Linked DNA regions of Mus musculus: all the other regions are linked to region 3. A link is a contact called in public Hi-C and HiChIP or PLAC-seq data. All regions are on one chromosome and are shown on one strand. Each heading gives the region's core, a stretch centred on a gene start, on an enhancer-like site or on the middle of the called end of the contact. The rest is flanking DNA. Distances are from core to core; before and after follow the strand shown.

Evidence for each region. Hi-C and Micro-C count contacts between places; a contact is called where the count stands out from the background. HiChIP or PLAC-seq counts read pairs in DNA pulled down with a chosen protein or histone mark.
Region 1: a Hi-C map of uterus shows a contact between it and region 3, with 3 times the contacts expected there. The contact joins the enhancer-like site here to the promoter of Spon1 in region 3. A contact is called at or near these places in 7 of 39 promoter capture datasets (3T3-L1-derived adipocytes, cranial neural crest, frontonasal cranial neural crest and 4 more), 13 of 484 Hi-C or Micro-C datasets (ECoMG-derived neutrophils, the P5424 cell line, embryonic stem cells and 7 more), 6 of 115 datasets of contacts at active chromatin or transcription factors (SST interneurons, T-cell acute lymphoblastic leukemia, embryonic forebrain and 2 more) and 2 of 9 other capture datasets (adipose tissue and liver).
Region 2: an H3K27ac HiChIP or PLAC-seq map of SST interneurons shows a contact between it and region 3, with 2.8 times the contacts expected there. The contact joins the enhancer-like site here to the promoter of Spon1 in region 3. A contact is called at or near these places in 4 of 39 promoter capture datasets (cranial neural crest, embryonic stem cells, hematopoietic stem and progenitor cells and 1 more), 2 of 15 datasets of contacts at CTCF or cohesin (large pre-B cells and stem cell-derived epiblast-like cells), 18 of 484 Hi-C or Micro-C datasets (the G1E-ER4 cell line, the N1E-115 cell line, the P5424 cell line and 10 more), 7 of 115 datasets of contacts at active chromatin or transcription factors (SST interneurons, cardiomyocytes, embryonic hindbrain and 4 more) and 4 of 9 other capture datasets (adipose tissue, embryonic stem cells, liver and 1 more).

What each region holds. Positions count from the first base shown.
Region 1 is chr7:113,858,454-113,861,477 of GRCm38.p6, reverse strand. The region is part of intron 3 of Spon1 (spondin 1, (f-spondin) extracellular matrix protein); the gene reads right to left. Among named protein-coding and RNA genes, the nearest start is that of Spon1, 94 kb to the right of the region's middle. Within about 2 kb of position 1,762, at least 6 of the 459 cell types and tissues checked have an H3K27ac peak or open chromatin away from gene starts, as enhancers often do. A contact at or near this core is called in uterus, where this site is marked.
Region 2 is chr7:113,877,635-113,880,361 of GRCm38.p6, reverse strand. It overlaps Spon1 (spondin 1, (f-spondin) extracellular matrix protein), which reads right to left. Exons shown (of 16, transcript NM_145584.2): 4 at 1,112-1,185. Among named protein-coding and RNA genes, the nearest start is that of Spon1, 110 kb to the right of the region's middle. Within about 2 kb of position 1,276, at least 8 of the 459 cell types and tissues checked have an H3K27ac peak or open chromatin away from gene starts, as enhancers often do. A contact at or near this core is called in the N1E-115 cell line and SST interneurons, where this site is marked.
Region 3 is chr7:113,764,517-113,767,326 of GRCm38.p6, reverse strand. It overlaps Spon1 (spondin 1, (f-spondin) extracellular matrix protein), which reads right to left and starts at 1,329. Exons shown (of 16, transcript NM_145584.2): 1 at 761-1,329. The coding sequence starts at 998.

The sequences.
Region 1 (3,024 bases), core at 513-3,012, 94 kb before region 3:
TGGGGACTTGGGGAGGATGCCAGAACTGCCTCTCTTGTTAAACAGGCTGTGGCACTGCAAATCCTTTCAAGGATAAAGACTAAATGAAAACCCAACAGATCTTAAAATGATCTAGCAGAATGTTGCAAAGCCAGCCAGCCAGCCAGCCAACCACCTGCTTCAGGACTCAGAGTGAGGGGAGGTCTCAGGGTTGGGCCATACATCCATCTGCCTCAGGACTCAGTGAGGGGAGGTGTCAGAGCTTTTCGTCCTCAGGAACAGCTTAAAACTTCCATGAAGAAGGGATGTGAGAAATTACAGTCGAAGGAGAGAAATGGAGAGGCCTCCGTTTACACATCTATATATGGGCACAGGAATGGCCGTTACCTCCATGGGGGCAGCACAGTGGACTTCCTGGTAGTACTTCCCATGGTGGATCCAAAGGTCAAGTCTTTGCAAGGTCTGTGCCCCATCAATGTTTTATGTTTGCCAATAAAGGCTTTTTTAAAAAACATCAGAATGAGATATGATTTCTGGAGGATTCAGTGTCAAGTATGTTTCTGTTACAAAGTACCATAGTCTACAAGGAACCAAGATGGCAGGATGCTTTTGTTAGGAGGCTATCTGATAATGAGCTGTTCTAATGAGACTACACAGACTTAATGTGCCTCTACCCCAAAGCATCAATATGCATCATGCTTCCTTGGGCTGAGGTAGCTACCTTTTTTAAAAAGTAAAATTTGTAATTCAAGCTTTAGCTAACTTGGATTCTTTTCTGTTCAAGCTGAGCTGGAGAAGCCCAGGAGACCCTTGAAGCCAGAGGTCTAATGTCACCATCTGGCCCAGTTTGCAACACTATTGTGCTGGACAGTCAGCAGAAAATGTTAATACATTCTCATCACCCATACCCTCCTTTGGAGGAGTAAGCCAGTTTGTGGAGGAGTAAACTGTTCTGCCTTGCAACATATTTTTAGTGAAACCAGTTAGTGGCCATTGATTAAGACCACTGACTAATAATACCTGAGCCAAAGTCATCAATGTGCTGGATGTAGGGCACACTAGCTATGTCTGCATTGGGATAGCAGGAGAACTGTACATATCAAATGGTGCAAGCTGGCCAACTTGAATTCTTTATTTATTTATTTTTCCCAGGGGTGTGATGGTTTGTATATCCTTGAACCAGAGAGTGGCACCATCTGGAGGTGTGGCCTTGTTGGAATAGGTGTGACCTGGTTGGAATGGGTGTGTCACTGTGGGTGGGCATAAGATCCTCACCCTAGTTGCCTGGAAGTCAGTCTTCCACTAGCAGCCTTTGGATGGAGACATAGAACTCTCAGCTCTGCCTGTGCCATGCCTGCCTGGATACTGCCATGCTCCCACCTTGATAATAATGGACTGAACCTCTGAACCTGTAAGCCAGCCCCAAGTAAATGTTGGTTTTTTTTTTTTTTTTTTATAAGACTTGCCTTGGTCATGGTGTCTGTTCACAGCAGTAAAACTCTAACTAAGACACGGGGTGACTAGGAAATTAAGAGAACAAGGGCTGGGCCTGAGTCTAGTATGAGAAACAACTGTCTAGAATGCTCTTCTTCTGGAGCTTGTGGGATGTTCCACTGTGATCCACTGTCACCATGGCTGCCTGGCACGATATCACAGCTTGTCCTTTGAAGGCCTTAACTGTTGTATTTGAGCAACAGACTTCCAGCCTGGAGGTCAACTGTGCAAGAGAAACTCCACGTGGGAGCCTACAGCGAGCTGGTTTCCACTTGGATCCTTTGGGCTCTTGTTGTTGTTGTTGTTGCTAGGCCTCATCAGCATGAAAATGAACTTGTTTTGATTTGCTACTGTCTGTCTTCTATTAGGAAACTGTTATTAGGAAAATCACATTAATTAGCTGCAGCTGAGGAGAGACTGTGGCTATTTTGGGGCTGCAGCTGCAAAGTCTCTTTGCAGTCTGACTGCTGACTACATTTTAACAACCGGCAGAATAAATAGTCTCGGGGTACATTTAATCACATTAATTTTGTTTTCCTCTATCTCTATTGCTGTTTAGAATTGTTGGTTAATCTACATTAAATAATCTGATGCTATTAGCATACTTTCAAGCAATCCTATTTCTCTCTGTTATATTATATTATAAAACTTAATGATAAATTTATGAACTTTATTCATGAAAACAGATCATTAAATTTTATCCTCAAAGCTGGCTTATCAACTGAAGTATTTGTCTAAGTTTAAAAAAAATCACATTTTACAACTATATAGGGTAACAGAATTGGATGGGTGGATACTTGTGTGGAATGACAGGCAGAAGAGAGCTAAATGGTGTGAAACATCTAAGTTCTAATCCTAATTAATTTATTACTCATTTTTATCAACACTATGAAACAAAAGTAGTAGACAAGGCACGATAGAGCTTTGCGGTCAGGCAGATTGTGTTTAATCCTGACTCTGTAGTAGTTGAATGATCTGCAATCTGTTTCCTGCCCTTCTCTTCAAATTGGGCTCAGTGTCTGCTTTATGACACTCTTGTGAGTGCTCATAGGCTGAGCTGGTATAGAAATGGCCTAGCATAAGGCAGGTGCTTGGAAGGTGTCATCCGTTCCTCTTCCTCTAATTTCTCATGAGCTTATGCCTATTCTATACAACTAGAGAGTTAGCTGACCTCTGAAGAGGTCCAAGATTCTCTTGCTCACCTCTGCGTACTACACTGACCTGCTGGAGACTACTAGTGAGTCTTACAGCTCCCATGACTCAGCATTGTTATCAGACAGTTTAACAGAAACTATCAGTGCTGGTGTTACAAGCATGCATCATCATACCAACAAGTACCTCCTTCTTCTGCTGTAAACAACAACAACAAAGCCAAGGAAGAGACATAATCAAAGCCATCTACATCTGTGAAGATGTTCAGTGGATCTGGAGCCCAAGGAGTCTGACCTACCTTACCCTCTTTCCCCTGTCTCCTGGGTGGCAAGAGAATCTCAAACCGAAGCTACTAGGCAAAAGCATCAGGGTGAAGACAACCAACTGCAGCCCCCAGAG
Region 2 (2,727 bases), core at 27-2,526, 110 kb before region 3:
TTCAATCTTGCGTGTATGATGTGTGTGCTTGTCTGGGTTGGAGTCTGTGAATGCAAGTATGCCTTTGCACTTCTATGGGGCTCAGAGGACAATCTCAGGTGTCAGTCCTTACATTTGATCTTGTTGGGAACAGGTTCTCTTGTTGTTTTCAACCTGTAGATGTCAGGCTAGCTGCGCTGGGAGCACCCAGGAATTGCCACCTCTGCTTCCATCTCATATGTTACAGATGAATGATGGGATTGCAGGGCTGAAGCACCATGTCCAGCTTTATGTGAAGTCTGGGGCTCTGAACTCAAGCCCTCAAAGTTGCATGGTAAGAACTTTACTCACGGAGCCATTTCCTTGGCTTATTGTACGTTATTAAATCACATGGTGTGGGGGTGGAAGGGCAGGCTGCACAACAGAAGCAGATCTAAGCTAGGCATAATCTGAGCCCAGGCCCCATCTGTAAACACACGGTCTACTTTATTAGGATGCTCCAATCCCAGGCTCAGGGGTAGCTCAGAGCTAAAGTGCTTAGTTAGCATGCACAAGGCACCAGATATGATCCCTAGCACCAGAAAAAGGACATCTATTAGAATATTTCACTCTAAGTAAAGGGTGTTTATGAACTTGCAGTCTGAGGACCAGACTTGGAAGTGGTAAAATCACAAGGTTAGTGTCCCCCTACCCTCCAACCCATGACACTCCTGTCTGCTACTGGTCTTTTTTTGGGAGAAAAGCTCCATATTATTCAGGTGCCATGCAAGTTCTGAGGGTGGTTATTCCAGAGAGCCACCATAGGCTTTTTAAAGGTACACAACTGTGCATTCCTTAATTAAGTCCTGTGAATTATTCCAAGGAACCTCTTCAGAATAATCACTGTTTCACAAAAATAAGAAGACAGCACCAATATAAGGTACATTATCTCCTACCCAGGGAATCAAGCCGAGTAATTAGAGCTTAAGGCGGATCCAATTATCCATAGCACACAGCCAGATTAAAAATCAGAGCTACGTGAGGAGGCAGGGCCCAGGGGAATTCAGAAAGCCCTGTTGCCTGAATTTCTGCAGCCAGCTTAACCTGAAAGAGCCCTCCCTCACCTCTCCCTCCCCCGTCTGCATGTTCTTACCCTGTTCACACAGCTTCTTGGTCAGGGAGCCCTCGTCTTGAAAATAAATTATGCGTTTCTGTACAATGCTGGCCCTGTGGGGAAAGAAGACATCAACACAGTGGTGAGATGGGCAGGTTTAGAGGGACAGTCAAACACAATCCTTGCTTAGAAGCCCATGTTCGGTGGCTCTGTGTGCTGTTTCCCAAGCTCTGTGTGCTTCTGTCTCTTCATTCATAAGCAGACAAGCAATACCTGCCCCATGATGTCACCCTGAGAACTGCCAGGCAATGTATGTCAGCAGCCTAGCACGTGCCTATAAACCATTCCCTCCCCATTAGGTGCTGGATTACTATTGATGGCACTGCTATTAAAGTAAGAAAGTAAACCAAGGACATTTTCAGCATCTTTTCTCAATGGCTCATTTTCCCATCCTCTTCCTAGTAAATGATGGAGGCTGTTTATAGACCCACCACATTCAGATTTCAGAAGCATGTCAAATCCTTCTCCTGAAGGGAAAAGAGGAATCTAAAACTATTTTTTTTATTTGTTCTAAAAATGTCATTCTATATCATTCCTGAAAGTCTAGACAAAACCGTCTCCTACACTCTGAACAAAGACCGCGTCAGCTGCGGTCTTTCTCCCTTGAACACGTCAAACGTGGGCTCTTAGAATTTAGAAAGCATAGTTTGAGGTTGCAAATGACTTAGCTTTGGTCAGCACATATTTCCTCTTTCCTTTGTGACAGAACAGAAATGCAGTTTCTCCCTTAACTCATTCTCTGTTTATTTTCCATTGGCCTGGAGAAGGATGGATCCTGAAACCCAGTGTTCCAGCAATTTAAGAGTCTACAACACTTAAAATTGAGCTGGTGCCGATAAATCTCGAGCCATTTCTATTGATTTTCTTCAGCAATGCTACTCAATCAAAAGGTAATTTTCACTTCGATTCACCCTATTTAACAGATAAAGGCATCCCTGACTCCATTAGAGCTGACCGCACTGAACAACGGTCTGACGGCCATGATTCCAGACCTAGGAACTGGCCCACGTTCTCTGTGGGGATCTGTGCTGAGTAGAGACAATTTCCCCAATGGTCTGGGCAAAGGCCAAGATGACTTTCCAAAGAAATGTCTATGCTACATCCAGTCTTGCACAAAAGAGTACAACTCAGGCCAGCTTTACAGATGTCTTTTACAGTCTTTCCCCACCCAAGAGAGACAAGATGTTGAAATAAGTAAATGAAATATGCTTCCTGTCTACACAAAACGACTTTGATCATTTTATCTATTCTCTGGACCATTAAGTGGGAAAGTTCCCTCAGACCAAAAGAGTAATAGCCATCCCTACCTCAAAACCAAGTAGCAAAGCCTCTTGTTCTTACTTGTCAGGGTGCCTCTCTCACCCTGGGCCTGAGGGACCCTTGCAGGAGCATAGACCTCCTAGGAACAGTCTAAGAATCACAGTTCTGGTTCAGTGGAAGGCTCCTTCCTTTTGTCTTCTTGTAGTATTTACGGGCACATTTTCAACAAATTGATTGCCAGAGGGCATGTTTAGTGGCTGGCACTGAGGAGGGTACCCGGGGCCATTATGAACAATAGGGATGAGGGCTACTCGGCTCATTCCCAAAGTTCATAT
Region 3 (2,810 bases), core at 80-2,579:
CACAGCGTCTAGGCCGCCAGAATCAGAATCGCGTTCTGGGAATCCTGGGTCTGTTTTCTATCGTCACATTCCACCTTCCATTGAGAGACTACCCGTGTTGGGTTGTTTGTTTGTTTGTTTGTTTGTTTGTTTTTGAGGACCCTATTGCCATTGAAACCTGTCCTGGAAATCCAAGGGTCTCTGTCTTCTCCTGGGACATAAGAGAGTAATTCGGGGATCTTTCTGTGGACCCTTCAGGTTCCTCCTTCCCCTAACCTGAGACTGGTTAGGGACCCATCCAGGAAGTGAGAGTCCTGCTTGATCTAGAAGCTGGTATCTCTCCTTCGAGGATGAAAACCATGGGAAGAGATGCCCTACCTGGGACCCACCTGAGAGTACCCTCTTCCCCAGAGAGCGATAAGGAGAAATGTGTGTGTGTACTTCACTCTCGCCAACAGCTGGAGCGAAGTCGGGCTCCCTCCCAGCCAGGCTGGTGTGATGTGTGGCTCGGCTGTATTCCCCGGCTCGGGAACCCTGCGTTGGAGACCGGGGCTGTCTCTCCTGCCTGTAGCCTCCCCGACGGCCCCCTCCTCCCCCGACACTGTCTTGTTGGGTATAGTATAGAGCTGGCAGCTAAGGGGCTCAGGGCAGCCAGGTCACGGCCCCGGGCTGGGATGCGCAGACGTGGTACACTCGGGGACTGCGCTCCCGGCTCCAGCCTTGCTCGGGTCAGTGCCCTAGGGGTTCCTAGATCTCCGGTCCCCAACGCCATTCCACTCACCTCGGTAGCTGCTTCCTGGCTTATAGAAGTCAGGGTCGCCTTCCACGCGGAGGCTGAACTCCGTGTATCCCTCACGCCGTGTGCCCTGGGCGCGCAAGATGCGGCTGCAGTAGCCCTCCGACTTGGTCACTTTGTCCAGGGTCTCATCTGAGAAAGCTAGCGCTGCGGCCAGGGGCAGCGCGAGGGCCAGCAGCGCCGGACCCCGGCTAAGCCTCAGGGACACGGGAGACAGCCTCATCCTCGAGGGCCCCCCAACTTTATGCGGATGTTGCAGACCCTGTCAGGACACTCCTGCTCCAAGTGACGGGAGCTGCAGAGGCGAAACCTGGAGGAGCCCGGGTGGCGCTGGCGGTGGGGAGACCGTGCCCGCCTCGCTTTGGCGGCTGCGGAGCTGCGCTGCTCTGAGCGGAGCCGAGCAGCGGAGCTGAGGGGCGGGCGGTGGCGAAGGAGCGCGAAGAGGGAGGGCTGATTTGCGCCCGGATCCCCCAGCGCAGTGCTGTTTTGTTTCTGAGCTGGCGATTAGCGGGCGCTCTGGTGTTTGTTTTGTGAAGCTGGATTCCCAGGGTCTGGTGGGAGAGAGCCGGGATACGCAGACACGTGCTGGCTCAATCTACCCTGCCACCAACGAGGCTGCTTCCTCGGTATCCAGTTCCAGCTTGGGTCCTGTGGACCACAGTGCTCTGAGGAGGGAAAGCCTGCCAACTTAACTTTTGTTGCAAACCTACTCAGTGCCAGGCTGCGCTGCTGCAAGGTTTCCCCGCGGCGGCATCAGTCTACCACGTGCACTAGCGCCACACACCGTAATCATTTATTTATAGACAAGCAGATCCCCGCAGGCCACCTTTGCTGTGCTGGCCCGCTGCCTCTTACCAGGCCACCATATAACATATCACGCTAGAGGACCAGCAAGGAGCCCGAGACTTAGGCCCTGAGAGCAGCTGGCACAATGCCTTGGCCATAATTTTGAAGATTTTTTAAAATGTTTTTCTTTTAAAACAAGAGGAAAAGTTACTATTGAAGAAAATATTTTTTGCTACATATTAGTTTATTCAGCAGTGTATCTAAGCAATCATAAACTGTGAGGTTTTAAGAAGGAGGGGGCTTACAAAAATAAGTGTCTATTGCTTAGGAGCCTGGCCATTTTGAAATGTTCAAAGAAGGGCCTGTGTTTTCTTGGCTTAGATATTTAGTTCAGGCTCTTAGCCTCCAGGGACAGGTTTTTGGGAGAGGCCATAAGCCGGAATCTCTCTCAATGTCTCTCTGCCTCAGCCTTGTCATTTATCCATTGTGAGGTTAGGTCAGACATCCTTTCCAAGCGTGTTCCCTGCCCAGGAAGCATGGGGCAGGAGCGGGCGGCAGCTATTGAACCAGAGCTGTGTATGCCGAAATTTGGCAAAATCTCTCATGTGGAATACTTTGCCTCAGGAGACACCCTACTTGAAGATACCTGAATGCCATTGCTGCACACAAGCCTCCCCTGCCCCCAATGCCCTGAAAGGCTGCATTATTCTCCTTTATTCTTCCCAGGGCCTTGAATACTTCTCAAGTGCCTGCATCTAACAAGCAGTTTCGTCCACTTTCCAGACTCGCCTTTCCTCTTCCTCTTAGATTACAAACAGCCCAATAGAGCCATCAATACTGGAAATTCCATTCCTCACCCCATCCACTAACCACTGATCCCTCAGTCCTATGGTGTGACTTGTACTACCACCGTCAACTGGATGCTATCTTTCAGAAGTCACTGAGGAATAAGCCTTGTGGAAGGCCTTGTGTACTTCTCAGCCTTAGGAGAAAGCATGAGAACTGGACCTCAGCCTCTGATCCAACAGACCAGCTCTCTCCTATGTGCATCTTCAGATCTGGACTGTAGAGTGAGCCAGCTGACTCAGGGTTCTAGACTGACTCCATGTTTGGGTTCCCATTCCCCCCAGCAAGCTTTGTTGCATGTACCTGAATCTAGGCTCTATGCCTAGCACTAGAAGACAGGAAAAAAATTCATCCATCCATTCAACAATCCACCCATCCATCATTCATTGAATGCATCCATCTA